Linked DNA regions of Gasterosteus aculeatus: region 1 is linked to region 2. Evidence: chromatin contacts called from public Hi-C data. All regions are on one chromosome and are shown on one strand. The core of a region is the stretch at or near the end of the contact, and the rest is flanking DNA. Distances in the headings are between cores, read along the strand shown. Region 1 holds the start of hps1 (HPS1 biogenesis of lysosomal organelles complex 3 subunit 1). Region 2 overlaps LOC120821127 (ligand-dependent corepressor).

Evidence for each region. A called contact is a pair of places that touch in the nucleus more often than the background predicts.
Region 1: a contact with region 2 is called in a Hi-C map of whole body, with 5 times the contacts expected there. The contact joins the promoter of hps1 here to the enhancer-like site in region 2. A contact is called at or near these places in 6 of 6 Hi-C or Micro-C datasets (blood and trunk muscle, liver, skeletal muscle and 2 more).

Annotation. Positions count from the first base shown.
Region 1 is chr6:11,542,375-11,547,349 of fGasAcu3.hap1.1, reverse strand. It overlaps hps1 (HPS1 biogenesis of lysosomal organelles complex 3 subunit 1), which reads left to right and starts at 1,974. Exons shown (of 18, transcript XM_040179552.2): 1 at 1,974-2,134; 2 at 3,360-3,546; 3 at 3,655-3,789; 4 at 4,532-4,674; 5 at 4,760-4,868. The coding sequence starts at 3,430.
Region 2 is chr6:11,507,698-11,512,299 of fGasAcu3.hap1.1, reverse strand. The region is part of intron 6 of LOC120821127 (ligand-dependent corepressor); the gene reads left to right. Among protein-coding and RNA genes, the nearest start is that of LOC120821127, 14 kb to the left of the region's middle. Within about 2 kb of position 1,804, at least 6 of the 9 cell types and tissues checked have open chromatin away from gene starts, as enhancers often do.

The sequences.
Region 1 (4,975 bases), core at 725-3,224, 35 kb before region 2:
ACAGAGAGAACCTCGAAATTGAATCTGCCACATTCAAGAAGCCTCTCCTTACACTCCTGCACACATGCACAGACTGTACACTCACAGGCCCCAGATGTGGAAGCAGCTGGGGAGAGTCTTTGTAGTTGGAAGAGTACTGTCCTGTCACTGCATGAGACAACTGCTGATGGGAAACATAAAGCCGAGACGGGGCTGAAGCTTCAGACCTCAGCTTTGGCCCAGACAACCTGGCTCAGTGTCTGCTGACAACCGGGATCCGCCTGGCTGGCTCATTTTGAAGAGAGATGAAGGATCTCGTGTGCACTTTTGACTAAAATGTTTGATCGGTTTCTCCCAGGTGAGCATGGTGTATGCGAAAAAAAACTGCACCGCACCGATTCATATGGAAAGCCAAACAAAGGCTTGAACTGTACTGAACACCGGTGGTCCTTCAAGAGCCGTGATCCGAAGCATGGACTCTTGTGTTTTGTTTTGTTGGGTTCCATTCATGGGAAAAGGCCTTTTAGCTTTCATGTATTTAGCAGAAATGTTTGTTCTCAGAAATGATCCCCGGGAACGGTCGAATGCTCACATGCCCGCATGTGGTTCATTTCAAACAGGCCAACATTGTTGACGCACAAGACTCGGAGTAGACTGGTTGACACCTGGTCTAGTTAATCGAGGGTTCATCGCGGCGCGGAGGCGCACAGGTGTGGGAGCATGTAGATGAAATGTGTGCGGACACGCTTTATTTTCAACACACATGCAAAACCTGGAAAAACCCAGAGCGAGAGAAGCAGGCGGTCGAACGCACACAGAGTAGTCAAGGGTGGTCACAACTGCACGGCGTCACTTTCGCCGGCGAAATCTAATCGTGTTGTGATTTAGTCGGACCGGGTCGTGTCTGGCCACTTCTGCGTGACAGTGCCTCTTTAGTGGAGGTAACTGTTACCCAGGCCTGCCTAACACTGTTTACACTCGGTGATCCATTTTGAGACATGCAAGGGCCCCCTTTCCCCTGTTAGCATACACTGAGGATTTCATGATGTTTACTCTGTATATACAGGAGTCAGCTTAAATATGACTTCCATGAACGTTCTATCCCAAGAAAACTGATGGACTAGATTAGACCGGCACCACGACGTGGAACTCTCTTGGCATTTTGGACCATTTTGACCCAAGCAAGGTTAATAAAACATAAATATTTATGTTGCTATGAGGTTCGTTGCTGCGCGCAGAAGCCAAACATACAATCTGTGCTGAATATTGAGATACAATACAGATTTGTTATAGCCATCAAAACATTCTGTGAGAAGCAGCTGAATGTTTGGTTTGTGTATATGCAGCATTTGTAACGTATGTCTGATAAGTTGCTCCCTTGATGACACAACTGTAATATTTAGGGGAGGTTCAGTATTGAGTTTATAGTGTTTTGAGAATTTCTTTTCTCTCCTATAATACGTTTTTAAATGTTGTAATAGTGTAATAATGTTGGACTTTGCAGCATTTACCAGTCCTCAACATTTTAAGATCGAATTTAAAAAAAACCCACCAGATATCATTTACATTAAGGAGCTGATTGATTGGACTTCGGTTCCATGTATGTTGTTGGAAATCAATTTGTAACTTCTCCTTTTTGATAATAATTTTATTCTTATTGTTTTGTGTAGAAAAAAAACTTCATGCAACGTTACTTTATGATTTCACTTGCTCCTTTGTATGTTAAAAAGTAAAACAAATCAGTAGTTGATGGTGTTTTTACATCGTGCTGTGCTTCGTGTTCACGCACATTTTGCTAGCGGATTGTTGTGTAAGGCTGACTTTTCTTAGAGAGTCACACAAAACGGTTAATCTGCCGTCAAATCTCAACTTCTCCCCCATAAACTGCATTCCCCGAATACCAAACCGTCCGAACGGCGCGAGGCTCTCAGTCACGCGCCCCACGCGGGGGGGGGGGAGGGGCTCCTCGACGGGAGCTCGAGCTCACTTCCGCCTACTGGCGTCACGTGACTCGGTGACGTAAGGGTTGTGGGAGGAACCAGGGGTTTTGGGTCTCCGACCAGCCAGCGGCCGCGATGAAGGCGTCCGCCAGCTGAAGGGAGAAGCCGAAGCTGTTTGGAAAGCAGAGAGTCTGGACCGAGAGGCCGAGGAGGGAGTGAGTGTTGACACGAAGTGTCGTGGTGTTATTTAGCCGTGGACAGCCGTTGTGCACCACGGAAGTTAGGAGTTTGGTGAGGGGAAGTAAGCGAGGGCTTCAGGTAAAACACGGGGTGGTATTTCCGGGGCATCGGAACAGCTTCAAGTAATGAGGCGTTCAATTGTTTCGGGATCAGCTAAAACCCTGTGACCTGCATGCACGCTCACACACTCGGTGGTGTGGGTTTTTTTTATTGTACAAATTGTAAACTCATTTCAATGGAAAAGCAGAAGATCTATACATTTGAGGTGATGGAACTATGAAATGCCTTTGCATGAAAAACGAAATGACTTGTTTGTCTATTGACTAATATAATTGTCTATATATACAGCTGTACATGCATTTTGGATGTTTGACTTTGAAAAAAATATGTTCTACGTGCTTCATATGCACAGATCTTACATTTTAATATAACTGCACCTGTCAGATACGTGAAGTGAAAAGTCCTGCAACAGTTGAGCGCTTGATTAAATGCACTTAGTTACATTCAAAACTGTATCAGTACTGATACTCATTTCAATAGAAATTCACAATACGCATACTGACAGCACACGCATTTGTGAAGGCGCACATTGAGGAAGTGTTGCAACCACTCGGGCCACATTAAGACGAGACCAGAAAGATTTCACAATCAATATTTAATTAAACGTCTTTGCATTTTCGGTTTGTGTCAAAAAATATGAGTCCAAAAGTTGTCCAATGCCATAAGCCCTACTCATGAGGATTTAAGTACATATTTGGAGGAAGAAGCCGATTTCAAAGAACAATTAGTGACCGACACATAATCAAATTTAGGCTGAAATCACTAGATGTCCAAAGATGACTCGGTACCTCACAGTGCTTACAATTAATTAATAACAATCTTTAGCAAAATTAGAGTATATCTCTTACAAACTGCTAATCAGTGCAGGAACTCTTATGTGTGCTCTGACTCCCAGCGTCCTGTAATCCCGTACACTTGACCTTTTAGGCCTCTGACCTTCCTTGTCTCAACACTACACTCTCACCAGTGTAATGTACTCATTGATAAAACACCAGCCTTTAGATACCGTTTATTTTAGGTCAAAGAGCAGTGGCGTGTGGGAAAAAGATCCAGTTTACAGTTTCTCCAGTTTTCTTAGCTCTATGTGAAAATACTGCCTCTATCTTCATATTCTATACTTTTGACCTTTTTTCTTCGTAGCGTGATGCACACGGAGAGGTTGGAGTGAATTGGACGGCACAGACCAGCGGGACAGTACCTGTCGGTCCAGATGAAGTGCTTACTGATTGCCAGTGAGAGTGCCGAGGTCCTCTTCCACTGGACCGACCCAGAGTTTCAGCAAAATGTCCAGAAACAGTATGGGGCGTCTCAAGAGGACGGCCAGGGGGTAAAGAGGAAGGAAGTAAACAGACATAGCGTACGCCTTTTAACTGCTTTAAATAACTCTCGACCTTTTTCTTTCTTCTTCTTTGCCTTTTGTTGCTGTGATGGTCAGCTTCCGGCCTTCGAGGACAGCATCAGCACTCTGTTTGCTCCAATCATTATCTCCTGCATCACCATGGTGGACAGGCTGCGTGACAGCTACACCTCCTTCACCACGGAAAACCACCACATCTACGTCCTGCACCAGGTAACGACCGACCCCATTTTATCCACTACGTCACCGTGAAAAAAATCCAAATGATGACAATTTGCAAGTTGTGTTCGAGTGCCCTCATGCACAAAGCAGATTTCATTTACTCTTGTGCTCTCCCATCGGCACTGCGGGCTGAATGAATGTAGGCCGCTCGTACGGTGAGGCAACATGTATGTCATGTGAGTCTTGTTGAGGAATCAAGCCGGGCTTTGTCCTCCTGCAGCGCATGGGCTCTTTTCTTCTGGTCCATTCAGTTCCAGCAGCCTTTGAGGTCTTTCTCATCCAAATGTTTATTCCCTGCACTCCTTTTCACAAATGGATATTTTTTCATGAGCTCACGATTAAGGCCAACGGCATCCAGATCTCTTTGAGCTTTACTTCCCACATAACGGACAGCACGCAGAGGCTTTCAGCGTTCACCGCAGCGCCGGAAAATTACTTGATTGGTTAAAACTACAGCCCAGGGGCACATCTATTAGTTACACTCTTTTATTCGGCCCAATTAATTTGATTTGTACGCCCGTTCCGTGTCTGACATTATTACAGCGCACAGAGTAGGAACGCAGCTCTAAGCGAAGCCGAATGCAGCGGACTTCGCCGTCTGTAATTCACAAAAACTGCCTTTTGAGTGAATAGTCAAAGCACCATTAAACTAAAAATGTCTTATTATATTTACTGGGACACATTTCTTTTTTATTCAAGCCGATATGTTTGGGTGATTTTGTGTCCTCCCCAGTTTGACGAGTGTCTCTACATTGCTGTGAATGGCGACGGCGAGGAGGGAGAGTGTGACCTGAGGAGGAAGATCTACGTGGTGAAAAAGATGACGGAGGTGCTCTTCGGCATGGTCACCCTCAGCAGTAACCTCCTCAGGAAAGAGTGAGACCTTTTGTGCGTTCCCGGTGGGTAACGGCCTGTTTTCAGCAAGGCACCCGGTTGATGGATGAACTGTGTGTGTCACCAGGCTGCGTCCTCAGGATACAGAGCAGAGGGCGAGGCTGTGGAAGCATCTGCAGAGCCTGCTGCAGACCTACGGCCACCTGCGGGAGAACGACCAGAGCTTCTTAGTGGAGGTGCAACACTCATTCCAAGCCGATATCTTTGCCAAAGACGTTATTAATCTGTCAGTGTCACAATGACGCACGCCTATTGTAAATTTAGTTTTCACGTGCCTATGATA
Region 2 (4,602 bases), core at 555-3,054:
CCTTTTATCTAGTACAGGCTACATTCTCTTTCTAATAAATGTTTTCTTTTCCTTTTTATGTATTACACACACACACGACCCTCTACTGGCTTACTCTTTTATTTCTGCGCTTGTTTGCTGGTCACGTCCCACACAAAATGTCAAGAGCTTCATTAGTCATTTCATATGACATAGTTTGTGTGCCCTGCTTAACAGCTACGTGCCAAGCTGCCGTACTGCAATGACAAATAATGCCTCCTTCTGGCTTTGCGTTACGGGCCAAGACCTTTTACTTACTCCAATAAATGCCCTTTCTTTTGTTTGTATTGTTTTCTTTTACCCTGTTTTTTTTCTTATGTTGATGCAGTTTTGTTTATTTTTTTTCATCCCAGCAAGCAAATAAAAACTTGTCAAACATGAACCTTTTTGTTCTTAAAAGTCACACACAACCTCTCAGTCAGTTATTTTAAAAGATAGTGATAGTTACCAAAAGCAAGGTCATATAATTAAGGAGTGGCCAACATCCTCCCCTCCCCAACCCATCCTCCTTTAGAAACGAGAAAAAAGGCACTGTGCAAGCTCTGCTTACACCCAATTTCCTTCCATCCAATCAGGCGATCCTTGAGGGCGGACGGGCAAGTCGGGCTGTTTATGAAGAGCCTACAGGATGGGAGGAGGAGGGAGAATATCGGCCACTCCGCCCGTTATAAGCCTTCCTCGTCTCTCGCATACGCGCTGCACATCAAAGAGGAGCCGGATGTGGAGAGCGACCCAGAGTTCCCTCTCAGCCGCAGCTCCGCACCTACTGAGCTTTTCAAAAGCGGATCTGCTTCCTGGAATTCCAAAAGTAATTTCGGGGCCCTCCTTAAACTCAAAACCAACAGTGAGGCTAGTGAGCACCTTAAAGACATACCCAGGTTGTTGGAAGCTGCTGGACTTTGGTCAAAGTCCCTTGCATACGAGAAGGGAAACCTCCAGGAGGCCTGCAGGGACCACGGCCTCTCGCTTTCTCATTCTTCATCCTGTGACCTCAAGATTCCCCAGGTGCGAGTTCTGGCAACGGACCCATGTTGGGATTCCCTGTCCACCGTGTACTCCGGGTTGGCTTGTGAGGGCGGTCTGGGAAAGGCCCTTCGCTCCATTCTACCCAGGCAGATCCAGAACAAGAGCAGCGGAGGTTTTAGTAGCTCAGGATCCGAGAAGGAATACTGGCCTCAAGACGCGGATCGCAAATCCCTGCGGGGAAGCTGTCCTCTGGATTCCGAGTCCGACCTGAGTAACAAGCAGCCCAGGAAGAAACGCGGGCGCTATAGGCAGTACAACACTGACCTGCTGGAGGAGGCTATCGAGGTGGTGATGGGAGGGAAAATGAGCGTGTCCAAAGCCCAAACCATCTACGGCATACCACACAGCACCCTGGAATACAAAGTTAAAGAGCGACTGGGCACCTTGAAACATCCACCCAAAAAGAAACTGAAGCTTATAAAGATGGAGGAGCAGAGTGTGTCACAGTCACCAGGGAGGGAGGAATTGCATAACTCCCTGCACATGGTTTCTGAGAAAAGGGAGAGTGCATCGGAAGAGAACGCAAATGATTTCCAGGACGGAAGCCTCTCGTCAAATGATTGATACAATCGTAAAGTACTTTTAAGGATGTGATTTTTAACCAGACAGATGTTGCATTTGCCAGACAGTGGTAGTAGCTGAATTGTTTTCCCATAAAAACTTGAGTTATATGTAACATATAAACCAAATTATCCATTTTGATATGAACTCTCTGCCATACGTTATCTTTTAAAAACTAATTTCTTGGCACCATTAATGTAGTATGTAGCATCAAGTTCATCATTTCTAAGGAGGTGGCGCCCCTCAGTGACATCTCGCAGTACTGCTGTGTGTGTGTGTGTGTGTGTGTGTGTGTGTGTGTAAGATTGTGTGTGTGTGTGTGTGTGTGTGTGTGTGTGTGTGTGTGTGTGTGTGTATTTAGGCCCTTGTGGATGCCAGTGAAAGTCTCTGTCACTGTTTTGCAAATGCACATCTCTGACTGAAATAGACACAGGAGATGTAAGAAAAACTGTTTGTCCAAACACTGTAATATTCAGAGTATTTATTCATCCTAAACACTATATTTAACATATTTATAATAACGTTTGTCATCTAGGTTTCACTTTCATTTTCGATCTGAATTAAGCATGATAGGTTTGTGCTTTCTATATTTTGTTCTGTATGTTTTGCCGTCCTATATGAATGTTCTGTTAATTATTTGTTTTATATTGCCTTTATTGCACTCAGGATACATTTAGATTGGAATGCAGTACTTTTTGGTAAAAGAAAATGTCTCTTCTCATTAAGCGGATCACTGTATATACTCCGATCCCTCGTTCGTTTCAGGATATCCTTTCTGTCCAGTACGCGTATACTGCTTTCAGAGGACTTCACAACACACCTTACCTAGTTTTCAGTAGCATTTCAGTGCCAGTGTAAGCCTTCAGACTTCAGGTATTATCTCTGGGGAAAGACTTTCTCCGAGATACAAGAAGGGCAGAACTTTTCCTTTTCTATTTCCAGTGTATGAAGGTATTCTACATATACTGTACACACTTACACATCGGGCCTGCTCATGGCACATGATAAAGAATTGCCTCTTAGCTATACTCCCCTTGTTTGTGAGGATGATACGCTAGTGACCTAATTATCCACTTTCACAAATAGAGCACGAGCTAAACTCTTGGTATCGGATAACTTTTAACTCTAGATTACATTCAGGTTAGTTTTCAGGTGTTTGCTGCAGGTAGACAAGATAACATGATCAGTTTTATGTCCTAATAACATCTAGAAGCTCTTAAGACCAGTCATTATTTTACAAAAAAACAAACTTTTACCAAGCAATATTACCATTTATCGCTTAACTCAACATGGATAATTGTGCTAGCCTGTTAACATTAGCTAGCTAGCCAAATTAGCTATTGTTACACTCATGCCTCAATCACATCGAGCTTTTTCTGAAGTTACCAGTAGCAAGAATTGTCCATGTGATGAAAACGTGATAATGCATCCATCATCTGCCTATTCTGTTCATACTTTGCTTGCATGATTGAATATATATCTATTCTGGCCAAGCATCTTATGTTAGTCCACTTAGATGTGAATAACTTTGGATCAAATTACAAATTCTAGGCAGGATATTTGTAACTACAGAAACCAAGGGTTGGGTCATGGTGCTGTTCCTGTTCAGAACGGTTTAGGTAAACACCTGTGCCCTGCTGCCAATACATACCACTGCAAAGGGAACTCCACGTCTCTTTGCTCTGCCAGTAATTTGCTTCATGAGGACACCTCATTGAAGTATGCTCGTGCTCGTATGGGAGCACGGCCCATAATACTAATACTAATAATCAGGGTGATGCACAACTCTAGTAAATGTTGGTTATTATTTTATGCAGATTCTTCAGCATTAGACTTAGATGAACCTGGATGTTCTTTTTTTAAAGAAATGATTTCTTCACTACAAGCATTGCATCAGATACTATATTTGCAGGCATGTGATACATAAAATTGCCTTGATTGTAAACTTTTTAGGGTGAGAGTCAGTAGTAACATACAGTTCAGGGACTTGCACACATAATACGTATTACTTGTATGTATAATAGCACTCTAACAATAGTTTAACTTTATGTTAGATGGTAAACTTTACTTGTTTGGCTTCTCTTATTCTGTGTTTTATTCATGTTTTATTCATTCAGGATTTCTTGTCACTTTAAGGTTAAAATCTTCATTATGTCTAACTAATGAAGGACTGCATAGATATATTGCATAGATATATTCACAAAATATCTGAATAACGCTGGCTCAGATAAAAAAGTAAAACAAAGCACTTCAAGCACACATGTACGGATAATATGATTAAGTCATAGTTAGTCACTAATTCACTGTTGTTAATTAACTTATTCTTGCATTGACAATCCTTCAGCATTCCTCAAAAGGCTCACTTTACGTTCTCATTCAGCGTTGCATTTTAGTTGATGGATTGCTGTTGTTGTGCTGCCAGGTGGAACTTCACTGTCTATTGTAGCGAATCTAATGGTCCACTACCTCATCTGGAAAACTTATATCACAGTCTACTCTTCTCATGGCTGTTTAATGTAGCAGTTTCTCATGTACGCAACACGGACCGGTGTGAAAAACCTAAAGCCAAATAGTTTATAGAAAGAGCTGTCATCAATTATATAAGCTAGTAGAAGGTTGGTCGAAGTGCAACCGCTTGTAATAGTTTAAACTTTTTGGGGTTTGGGTTGTTTTTCACAGCGTTCCCATCAAAAGCATGCTTTAATACGCCCTGCATCGGAGGAACATATGTAGGTCTGGAATTCTTTTTTTTACATTTTTTTTATGCAGTCTTGATCGATATTTACAAATGAATGGTTTGATCATCAATTAAGTAACCATGAAATGGCTTTAATCAAACAAGTAATTCTCGTAGTTGTTTATAGACAAGTTGATCATTTTTAGACTAAAGATATTTAACTCCTTTTCATAATAGATGTGATGGGACAAAAGTTAAGATTGTCCCACTGTATTCTAGAGAAAGGTGGCTATCTTTTGCTTGTTTGATATAATGTGTGG